2 separate regions of the Sus scrofa genome follow, and region 1 is linked to region 2. Evidence: chromatin contacts called from public Hi-C data. All regions are on one chromosome and are shown on one strand. The core of a region is the stretch at or near the end of the contact, and the rest is flanking DNA. Distances in the headings are between cores, read along the strand shown.

Region 1 (5,682 bases), core at 2,967-5,466, 85 kb before region 2:
CCACGAATAGTGCTGCGAGCCACTTATTTCGTGACTTGTCTGATGGTTTCCTTAGGCTGACTTTCTAGAAGTGGGATTTGGGGAGCGAGGTGTTTGCAAGTCCGATAGGCTTCTGATCCATTTTGTCAAAGGACCTATGGAAACGTCGGATGGCTTTTTACTGTCACCAGCCAGGTGTAGGAGGAGTGTCTATCTCACGGAGTCTGCCCTTAAAGAGGTCTCCTCTGTAGCCACACACAGGGCGTTCACGGGGGCTTTATCCCGCTCGCCTCTTTGCCCTGCAAGACCCAGTTCTCTTCCCCACGTCTGTTCTTACATCTTCGGCGTATTTATACGCAAGACGTTCCAGGCTGGGAGGCTAATTTATTGCGAAAGTCCTGTTCTCCCTTGTAGGTCTCTGTTTCCCCATCTGAGTGGGAGGTGGGACCACTCGGAGGATACGGCCGGTGTCCAGCGCTGACCTCTTCCGGTTCTTAGATCCCAGCCCTAAAACCCCCTCCATCCCCTCTCTCTGCCCCCACGCTTAGGCCTGGGGCCGCAGGACGGTTCACGAGCCCTGATCTCTCCCCTTAGGCGGGAGTTCCAGAGGGAGGACCTTGCCCTCAACTACAGGGACGCCGAGGGGGATCTGGTTCGGCTGCTCTCGGACGAGGACGTGCAGCTCATGGTGAGACAGGCCCAAGGCCTCCCCTCCCAGAAGCGCCTCTTCCCCTGGAAGCTGCATATCACCCAGAAGGACAACTACAAGGTCTACAACACGGTTCCCTGAGCTGCTGGTGTCCCTGGGGCCGTGAGGGGACGCCCAGCAAGGAGCCCTCCGAGGGAATGGGGACCAAGAAAGGCCGGGAGCACAGGGCAGGCTTCCTGGTTCTGTATCCATCGGACCTGCTGGGCGTGGCTCGTGCGGTCTCGACATCTGGTCTCTGAATTAAATAAACCATTTCATCTCCAAGGGCCAGACGGGGGAAGATGGTATCTTTTGAGAAAAGAGAGGAGAGGAAGTAAAATACCACTCATGAGCATCAGTGAGGGGTCATTTACATACGGGCGGGTCCTGGCGTTGCTGGGCCTCTAATGCAGCCCCCTAGTCCCCTTGCCTTGTCCTCATGTGTGGAGAAACCCAGGGACACTCGTGTTCCTGATGGCCACTCCTTCTGGCGCCCTTTCCTGGGACTGACCACCTGCCGCACGGAAGTCATCTTCCTTAGGGTGCTCTCGGGGTCAGGCCAAGGCCAAGGCCAAGGCCAAACCCTCTGTCTTGGATGCAGCCAAGAAGATGGGGGACCCCTCTCCCCTCAGCTCTCAGGCTTTTGCCACCCTCCCCCAAAAAGGGCAGGCTGCCCAGCACCCTACACCCCTACACCCCACCCTGGGCTGTGGGGGTGCTGCTCCGGGCCCTCACAGCCCCCACATCAGTGTGCAGGGCCACCAAGACAAAGTACCCCACAGCAGGCACTCAGTGTCTCACAGGTCGAGAGCCTGGAAGACCGAACTCCAGGTGTCAGCAGGGTCTTGCTTCCATGAAGCCTGTTGGAAAACCTTCTTTGCCTCTTGCTAGCTGCTGGTCTTTTTCTGGCATTCCTTGGCTTGTAGAGGCTTCACTCCACTCCTCCAATTATATGTAGTATGTTTTGCTTTTTAGGGCCTCACCCTCGGCATATGGAGGTTCCCAGGCTAGGGGTCTAATCGAAGCTACAGCTGCCGGCCTACACCACAGCCACAGCAACCCTGGATCCGAGCCGCGTCTGTGACCGACACTACAGCTCACCGCAATGCCAGATCCCCGACCCAATGAGCGAGGCTAGGGATCGAATCTGTATCCTCATGGATACTCGTCAGATTCATTTCCGCCGAGTCATGATGGAAACTCCCAAGAGAAGGTCTTAAAAGCTGTCAGAGAAAGTGGAGGTCACTGCAAAATAACAAAAAGTCAGAATGAGAAGCAGACTTTTCAACTATACCAATGGAAGCTGAAGCCAATATAATTACAGCTGCAGATTTTTGCGAGAAAACCTCTCTCGGTCTGGAATTTATCGGCTTCATAGAACTATCTGTCGATAATGAAGGCAAAATGAATCAAGCATGGATACAGGAATTCCCGTCATTGCACCACAGAAACAAATTCAACCAGGAACCACGAGGTTTCGGATTCGGTCCCCTGGCTTCCATCAGTGGGTTAAGGATCCAGCGTTGCCGTGAGCTGTGGTGTGGGTTGCAGACGTGGCTCGGGTCTGGCGTTGCTGTGGCTGTGGTGTAGGCCGGCGGCTATAGCTCTGATTAGACCTCTAGCCTGGGACCCTCCATATGCTGTGAGTGTGGCTCTAAAAAGCCAAAAAAAAAGTATGGATACAAACCAAATCTGTTAACAAGATCCCTGAACTAAAAGTATCTCTAAAGTATATGCTTCGAGAAGAAGGAAAACGGCCCTTGAGGAATAGAGTCTGAGATTCAAAAATAAATGATCCACAAAAACAAAGGTGAGCATATTTTTGGACTTGGGTTGACTTAGCTAAGCTGGTACTTTATTTCCGAGAATTTCCATCCCTGCCTAGATCCAGGATGGCGTGGGCCACAAGACACATTTTGCCAGAGACATTTAGAAAGCCATTGTGAAGCGGCAGGCAACCTCTTTTCAGTTCAGATAAGAAGTGGTGTCCCTTATCGGGCAAACAGGACGGGAGGGGTAACCCGGGAAATATTTTCTGCCTGATGAGCAACCACTTTGTGCCAGTGGTGCGCAGGCATCCTGGACGAGGAAAAAACACTCCTGCGATGTTATCATCTTTCCTGGAGAATCGCTCACGCACAACCCCTTCCTGAACGTCGACTGGAAAGCAGTGTTGCAGCGTTTATTGCTCCCTCGTGGGATTTGTGCATTACAGCCCGTGTACAAAGAATTTTCGAGCAAGGATACACACATTGTTTTTCCAGGCGGTGTGTCTGCTACAATCGCAGAGCCTAAGACTCCATCACTTCTGAAAGAGTTCAGTCTTCAAAGTGCCGTTTCCGTGACTGCCAACATTTAGATGGATGCTGATAAATGACTGCTGGCAAATGCTGATGCAGACTCGGTCTGCGGTGACGCCAGCTCTCCCCACTGACCCACAGACAGCCATGAGCTTTAGACAGTTAGGACATAGGCTTCCATGTTTTGTTCCTGTTTTGTTTGGAGTCCCGCAGACTTCATCTAAAATGCAGAGAAGAGTTAAGGGCTTGGAATAGTAAATAAAGTCCTGAAGGAGTTCCCGCTGTGGCGCATTGGAAATAAATCCGACTAGGAACCATGAGGTTGCAGGTTCGATCCCTGGCTTCCATCAGTGGGTTAAGGATCCCGCGTTGCCGTGAGTCGTGGTATAGGTCGCAGGTGTGGCTCGGATCCGGCGTGGCTGTGGCTGTGGCGTAGGCCGGCAGCTGTAGCTCCGATTAGACCCCTAGCCTGGGAACCTCCATATGCTGCGGGTGCAGCCCTAAAAAGACAAAAGACAACAACAACAAAATGTCATTAAAAAATAATAACAAATAAATAAATAAAGTCCTGAAGATACTAAAGCGATGAGGCATTGGAATGAATATCATTCCAATAATTTAGCAGGAATTATTGTCCTGCCATGTCTTGTAATGGAAGAGAAAAAGGTGTGATACTGGCATAGGGATTGACAATCTAGCCATAGAGCCGAACGGAGAGCCCGGGAAGAACATGGGTACGTGGTATTTAATATGTGATAGAAGGAGCTTTACAGATCAGTGTGGGGAAGGAAGATGAAACTCAAAGAATGAGACTTGTACCAATAGGCAATCCGTGAACATGACCTTAATATGTTTTCTTGACTCTTGTGGCCAATAGATGTGACCCAAGTAGGGTCTTGCTGAAAGATAGGGCCGAATGAGGCTTATGGCTTGGTGTGCCTGGCCTTGGAGGAGAGGGGCCAGGGCAGAAGTCCAAATAAGGCCGGTTGTGGGGACAGACTTGGAACTCTCTTCCCAGGCGGTAAATTTTGGGACTTTCCGCCTTTGAGGCGCTGGTTAATGTTCCATTTTCCCGAAAGCCAGTGCAGTAAACCGTCACAATAGCCTTGGTCTGGAGGTTTGTCTTTAGGAGCAAGAGGGAATGGACAAAGGAAGGAAGAGGAGTGCCCAGCTGGGAAGGGAGGGGGCGCGGGGAGGAAAGGGGAGTGGCTGCCCCCCTGGAGGAAGTGGTGAGGAGAGTGAAAGCAGGGGAGGCGTTTGGCCCCGTGGGTGAAAACATGGGCCTGTCTCCATCACTTCCTTAGCTGGGTAACATGGATAGGAGACTCAGTTTTCCCACCTGTAAAATGGGCTCATAATTAATTACCTTCCCCCTTAGTCCAAGAGATTTGTAAAAATCAGGAACTATACCTTGTACATTGCTAGACACACAACACCCACCCCCAAAATGCAGACTTAATAAAAAAACAACCTGAAACAAAGTCACTAAGCTTTTTTTTCCCATTTGTTTAAAGTTGTATCAAAGTCTAGTTGAGTTACAGTGTTGTGATAACTTTACAACGCAATAAAAATGAAATACAATAACGTGATTCAGTTATACAGGGACACACATGGAAGTCACCAAGCTGTAACAGCAACTCTGAGCATTTGACTTGGGCCCCGTGGTCTGGCAGGGATTGGGGGCGCAGTGAAGGCTGGCTGGGTCCGGAGGGAATCGGAGACTCTGATCGTATTTCCCGCCCGACCTTGTCCAACCTGTCCTGTGATAGTTCCCTCAAGGAAGAAAGGGATCCCCGCAGGGCTTGTACCCGTGACTGGGGTTATTACTATTCAGTGGACTTTGCAAGCTGTGTCTTTGCCTCTCAGGCCTGTCGAGAATTCACCAGGAACTTTCCTGTAAAGCTCATTTGACCTTTTTCACCCCTTTGAGACGGAACAGGGTGCGCTTGGATCCAAATAACACCCGTTTTAGGATGTTTGGTGATTTGGGTCCCGAGCTTACATCCTTCCTGTTTGGAAAGGAGGGCCTTTGAGAAACAACATTCACTTTTGCAGCTTCTGCAGTCCCTCCCTCCCTGCCCCCATCCTGAAATCTTCTAACCTCAGAAAGCCAGGCAGCGGGAATCCTTGAATCCCCGTGACCTCTGGGCACAGAACCTCTGGAGATGCGTGTGTGGGTTTGGGAGAGGGAGGTGGGGCAGAGGCTTCCCAGACAACAGACCAACGTGGATGGATGAGATCAAAGTCATACAAAAAAGACAAAGCATTTCTGCAGCTGAAGCAGAAGGGCACCTGGTGGTGGCCCATCAGTGGTGGTACCTGTCCCCTTGTTCTGGGGAAGGCGGAAGCCATCTGCCCCAGAGAAGGGGTGGCCAGAGGATGAAGCCAGCTGTCCCACCCCGTTTCCTCTGAACATCTCAAGTCTGTTGGCACCCAGTACCAGGCCCTGCAGAGTGAGGGGAGGGCAATGAAATTTGACAAGTCAGAAAATATCAGCAGCTGAAAAGTGTTAAGATCTGTTGCTGGAGGGAAAAAGTGAAGTTCTTTCAGAAGAAAATAGGATGATTTGGGGGTAATAAGTAAACTTTTTTTTTTTTAGTGAGCTGAAAGCATCAATTTCTACCAGGTGAATAGTTCAAAGATTAAAATATACTTAGGCGTTCCCATCGTGGCTCAGTGGTTAACAAACCCGACTAATATCCATGAGCATGTGGG
Region 2 (6,209 bases), core at 2,090-4,589:
CAAAGTATTTTGGCGGCTCATCATCCTAAAGTATTTTCCCAGCTTTGCTGAGGTAGGATTGACAAATACAAATTTTACATATTCAGGTTGTATAGTGTGATTTTCTCGTGCAACCTGCTGATGTAATATGCACATACATTGCAAAATGGTCACCACCAAGTCAACTAACCCATCCGTCATCTCACAGAGTAACCTTTTTTTGAGATCTACTCTCTTAGCCAATTTCAAGCACAGGATAAAGTATGAGTAACCACAGTCACTATGCGGTACATTGTATCCCCAGAACTTACTCATCTTAGAACTGAAAGTCTGTACACTTCCATCAGCGTCTCCCCATTTCCCCCACCCCCAGCTCCTGGCAACCACTATGCTACTCTCTGTTTCTATGAGTCCTGTTTGTTTTTTTTTTTAGATTTCATGAAGAAGTGAGTGCATATTTGTTGGGCTTGTTTCACTAAGTGTAATGTTCTCCAGGTCCATCCACGTTGTCACAAGTGGTAGAACTTCTTTTTTATGGCTGAATAATATTCCATTATGCAATACGCTATATTTTCTGTTTGTTTGTTTTTCCCTTTTTATGGGCACACCTGCAGCATACAGAAGTTCCTGGGCTAGGGGTCAAATCTGAGCTGCAGCTGCAGCCTACATTGCGGCTTGCAGCAATTCTGGATCCTTTTTTTTTTTTTTTTTTGTCTTTTTTAGGGCCACACCCACGGCACATGGAGGTCCCCAGGCTAGGGGTCTAATTGAAGCTGTAGCTGCCGGCCTACGCCACAGTCACAGCAACGTCAGATCTGAACCACGTCTGTGACCTACACCACAGCTCATGGCAACGCTGGACCCTTAACAAACTGAGCAAGGCCAGGGATGGAACCTGTGTCCTCATGGATGCTAATCATTCATTTCTGCTGAGCCATGATGGGAACTCCTATGCTATACTTTGTTTATCTATTTATCCATCAAAGGATGCTTAGGTCATTTCCACATTTTGGCTAGAGTTGACAATGCTACAATGAACGTAGGAGAGCAAATACCTCTTCAATGTACTGACTTCATTTCCTTTGGATATAGACACGGAAGTGGGCTTGCCGGATCACATGGCAGCTCTACTTTGAATGTCTGGAGGCATATCCACAGTATTTGCCAGAGTGGCTGCATCAGATTACAACCGCCAACAGTGCCCCAGGGTTCCCTTTTCTTCAATACCCTCACCAGCACTTGTTAGTTCTTGTATTTTTGAGAACAGTCATCCTAGCAGGTATGAGGTAATGTCTCATTGTGGTTTTCATTTGCGTTTCCCTGATGACCAGTGATCCTGAGTATCTTTTTAAATTCTTGGCCATTTGTATGTCTTTTTTGGAAAAAATGTCTATTCAAATCTTTTGGCCACTTTTAATAAGCTTTTGATTTTTTGGCTTTTGAGTTGTTGTTCAGAGTTCCTTATATGTTTCAGTTATTAACCCCTCATCGATTAGAGGTTTTATGAATATTTTCTCCAATTTGTAGGTGGTCTTTTCATTTTCATCATTTTAAAATGATGGACAGGAGTTCCCGTTGCGGCTCAGTGGTTAATGAATCCGACTAGGAATCATGAGGTTGCGGATTTGATCCCTGGCCTTGCTAAGTGGGTTAAGGATCCGGCGTTGCCGTGAGCTGTGGTGTGGGTTGCAGACGAGGCTCGGGTCTGGTGTTGCTGTGGTTCTGGCGTAGGCTGGCGGCTATAGCTCTGGTTCAACTCCTAGCCTGGGAACCTCCATATGCCGCAGCAGCGGCCCAAGAAATGGCAAAAAGACAAAATAAAATAAAATAAAATAAAATGATGGACAATGGTCGGGGAGTTTCCTTTGTGGCTCAGTGGTAATGAACCCATCCAGTATCCATGAGGATGAGGGTTCGATCCCTGGCCCCACTCATTAGGTTAAGGAGCTGGTGTTGCCATGGGCTGCTGTGGAGTCCACAGATGTGGCTTGGATCTGGCGTTGCTATGGCTGCAGCATAGACTGGCAGCTGCAGCTCCAATTCAACCCATAGCCTGGGAACTTCCATATGCGCAGGTGCAGCTGTTATAAATAATAATAATTTAAAAAAAGATTGACAATGATCAGAAAGCTGGAGACATCATTAAGGGATGTGAAGGGGAGTCCACGGAGCCCGGTGGGGATGACACAATGGGAGAAAACAAAACTGCCTCGTGTTTGCACCCACTGACTGAGGACCATTCAATGAATGGACTACCCAAGTTATGCAAAAATCAGACTTAGGAATATTAGATTCCAAATGATTAAAAGCAGAGGCAGATCTGTCTATACATGATGGTCGAAAACATGACCAAGTCATATTAAGTGAAAAGGTAAGTTGAAGAATGTGTCTCGAGGGAGTTCCCATTGCGGTTCAGCAGAAACAAACTCGACTAGTATCCATGAGGACTTGGGTTCAATCCCTGGCCTCACTCAGTGGGTTAAGGATCCAGCACTGCCGCGAGCTGTGGTGTAGGTCGCAGACGAGGTTCGGATCCTGTGTCGCTGTGGCTGTAGCGGAGGTCGGCAGCTGTAGCTCCAATTAGACCCCTAGCCTGGGAACTTTCATATGCTGAGAGTGCAGCCCTAAAAGCCAAAAAAAAAAAAACCCTGAATGTATGTCGAGGTGTTCCCACTGTGGTGCAGCAGAGTAAGAATCCAGCATTTGTCACTGCAGTGGCTCAGGTTGCTGTCATGGCTTGGGTTCAATCCCTGGCCTGGAAACTTCCACATGACTCAGGCAAGGCTGGGAAAAAACAAGTGCCAAGTCGTAGCTGATTTTTACTTTCCTGTATGTGTGGTTTTCTACAATAAAATGTGTTGCATTTGAAGCAGAAAGCTTTTTTAACTTTGTTTTTTTTTTTTTTTAAATCTTTATTTATTTCTCTGTTTTTTGGCCAAGCACCTGGGGTGTGTGGAAGTTTCCAGGCCACGGATAAAACCCAAGCCACAGCAGTGACCCAAGTCACTGGAGTGAAAACCCCAGATCCCTAACCTGCTGTGCCACAGGAGAACTCCTGTAATCAGAAGATTTTAAGAAACAACAACAAAAAGAAAAATACGAAAGTGAACAGGAAAAAAATGAATTGGATGAAAGTATAGGCACAGAAGAATGGAATGGGCAATCCCTCAGAGAATCTGCTACTTTGGGAACTCTCTGAGCTTTCTGGAAGAGGCGTGATTAGGGAAGCACTCAGTGGCACCCACTTCCTCCCCCCTCCTCCCCCCTCCTCCCCTTCACCCCCCTCCTCCCTCTTGCCCCTCCTGTCCCAGTCCGCTTTCCTTCCCGCCTTGAGCTAAGGCTTGGCCCAGCTTGGTGCTGCCACCTAGAGGTCAGTGTCTGACATGACTAGATCCCCTCTGCAGGGGCTGCCCCTCAGTCTCCAGTTTTCATTCTCAGTCTTTTGATTTCAGGGCTGAGGTTGGAGCTTTGTGGGCAGTTCCAGTGTGAAGACAAGATGGGAGGAAAGAGGAAGACAATGAGACAGAGAACACCTGTGTGTGTATCTGTGCAAAAACTGCTGTGGCTGGAGTTCCCGTTGTGGTGCCGTGGAAACAAATCCGACTAGGAACCAAGAGGTTGTGGGTTCCATCCCTGGCCTCGCTCAGTGGGTTAAGGATCTGGCATGGCTGTGAGCTGTGGTGTAGATTATAAACGTGGCTCGGATCCTGCGTAGCTGTGGCTGTAGCTGTGGCCAGCAGCTGTAGCTCTGATTCGACCCCTAGCCTGGGAACCTCCATATGCCTCAAGTGTGGCCCTTTAAAAAAAAAAAAAAAATTGCTGTGGCTGTGGTGTAGGCCAGCAGTTATAGCTCTGATTCGACCCTTAGCCTGGGAACTTCCACAGGTGTGGCCCTAAAAAAAAAAAATGACTAAGCACTTCAAAAGCGAGGCAGTAGATCATTAAACACGCTTGGGGGCCCCTCTGAGCGTGACGCTGTGTGACTGCCTAGGTTGCACAAGGTGAGTGTTGTGAGTTAAGTTTTATTTGGGGCAAAATGAGGACTAGATCCTGGGTGGCAGCATTTCAGACAGCTCTGAGAAACTTCCCGGAGGAGCTGAGGTGGAAGCTAGGATACAGAAGAGTCTTGCAACAAAGGGCAGGTAGTAGGTACAGAATATTAACTATTAGCTCCGAGGGGGCTGCCATCGCTAATGACTGTGACATCCTTTGCTCACTGATATGGCAGGCGGTACTTTATCTCTCATATATTTGTGTGTAGGTGTCACGCTGATGTTCAGCCCTCCGTGCGTATGCATTTGCTCAGGTGACTGTGTGTGTCCATGATGGTGTATTTGTGTGTGTGTGTGTGTGTGTGTGTGAGAGAGAGAGAGAGAGAGAGAGAGAGAGGTCAGGTTTCCATATCCCAGGATGCAGGACTTTCAGTCTCTGACTCAGGCTGCTGGGGAAGGATAAATGGGCTGATCTTCCTCGGTACCACTTATAACAGGTGCAGCCAGAGCAGCTCCCGTCATGACTCAACGGTAGCAAAACTGACTAGTATCCACGAGGACTTGGGTTCAATCCCTGGCCTTGCTCAGTGAGTTAAGGATCCTGGCATTCCCATGAGCTGTGGTGTAGGTCACAGATATGGCTTGGATCTGGCCTTGCTGTAGCTGTGGTGTGGACCGGCAGCTGCAGTTCCGATTCAACCCCTAGCCTGGGAACGTCCATATTCCCGTGGGTGTGGCCCTAAAAAAAAAAAAAAAAAAAAAAAAAAAGAGACAAAGCAAAAAATAGCTGAAGCCAGTCCAGTCCCTGGCAGAACTCTTGTTACAGCTAAAAACTAGTCCTTACCTTGTCCTACTAACTCACTCTAACCGGCTTTTCACAAATGATCGCTTCCTCGCTTAATGGCTTTCTTTTCCTGATGACTGCTTTCTAGTTAGAGTTACATCACACCTAGGGTTTTCTTTTCCCTGAAACACTCCCCAACACCCTCTTCCCTTTGTAAGCCATCTTCATTTCCGAGGAAAGGTCAAGGTCGGATAACCCGAAGGCCCCCAGAAACCACCGCCAGACCACGTGACTCCAGCCTTGATGACTTTGAAATGATCAGTGGAGGGAGAAGAATGTAGCCCCCCTAATCTTTATCCATAACGCTGTTTTTCAAGCTAAACCTTTAAGACCCCTTGTCATCCCCTCTCAAGGGAGGACACGGTTTTGAGGGCCTTAGCTTGCCGTGGCCTCCTTTGTCTGGCAAAGCAATAAAGCAATTCTCTCTGCTTCATGCAAAACTATGACTCGGAGACGTGATCCGTGCGCATGTCCAGAGGTGGGGTTTCGGCTGCAGTCTCAGTGTGTAATGAATCCGGATGAACCCCCTGCACTAAGAGACTTGACCAAACTCTTGCATCTGCCCTTCTCGCAGCGAAAAGTCTCTGCCCGTAAGATGACCGCAGGCCTCTCCCTGAAATGCCGGCCTGAGAAAGCTCAAGCTGCCAAGAGAATTAACTTATCTTTGCAGCCAACACCAGACCCTAGGGCCCTGCCCTCCCCGTTCTTAGAGTGTTTTCCAGAAAGGTCTTGCCCTTACAAATCCCTCCTCTCTCCCTTTGCTAGGGAACCATTGACCCAAAACGCCCACCTTCAGCCAACCGCATAAGATAATAGCCACTTGCATGAGTTGTCACACAACGGGAGGCCCTGATAAGGACCACGCTGCCGCCCCAAAAACTAACTGGGAGGGTTTGGGAGGGGCCAGCAGGAGGGAGGAGACAGCCAACCTCCCAGCATCCTTGGCGCTGGAATTCATTTTTTTTTTCAGTCTTTTCAGGGCCACACCCACAACATATGGAAGTTCCCAGGTTAGGGGTCAAATTGGAGCTACATCAGCCGGCCTACACCACAGCCACCACAACGCCATATCTGACCCGCGTCTGCGACCTACACCACTGCTCTCGGCAATGCCAGATCCCTGACCCACTGAGCGAGGCCAGGGATTGAACCTGCGTCCTTGTGGATACTAGTTGGGCTCATTACCGCTGAGCCACAATGGAAACTCCTGCGCTGGAATCCATCTTGGCTGGGAGATGCACGCGCCACCAGGAAGGTCCCCAAGTCAGACCAAATACAGGCCGAGCAAGGCAACTGGCCAGAGACAACCCGGAAACTAGCCCCATTCCCAAAAAACCTGAGGCTGCGAGCCTCGTGGCAAAGCCGGTCTCCTGAGGTCCCTCGCCCTGCTGCTC

What was found. A called contact is a pair of places that touch in the nucleus more often than the background predicts.
Region 1: a Hi-C map of fetal liver shows a contact between it and region 2, with 2.0 times the contacts expected there. The contact joins two enhancer-like sites. A contact is called at or near these places in 1 of 5 promoter capture datasets (liver), 26 of 47 Hi-C or Micro-C datasets (adipose tissue, alveolar macrophages, blood and 14 more) and 1 of 2 datasets of contacts at active chromatin or transcription factors (alveolar macrophages).

Annotation. Positions count from the first base shown.
Region 1 is chr5:10,873,710-10,879,391 of Sscrofa11.1, reverse strand. NCF4 (neutrophil cytosol factor 4) reads left to right here. Exons shown (of 12, transcript XM_021091535.1): 12 at 574-3,245. The coding sequence ends at 769. Among named protein-coding and RNA genes, the nearest start is that of CSF2RB, 36 kb to the right of the region's middle. Within about 2 kb of position 4,216, at least 9 of the 83 cell types and tissues checked have an H3K27ac peak or open chromatin away from gene starts, as enhancers often do. A contact at or near this core is called in alveolar macrophages, fetal liver and liver, where this site is marked.
Region 2 is chr5:10,787,386-10,793,594 of Sscrofa11.1, reverse strand. No RefSeq gene overlaps it. Among named protein-coding and RNA genes, the nearest start is that of TEX33, 22 kb to the right of the region's middle. Within about 2 kb of position 3,339, at least 15 of the 83 cell types and tissues checked have an H3K27ac peak or open chromatin away from gene starts, as enhancers often do. A contact at or near this core is called in alveolar macrophages, fetal liver and liver, where this site is marked.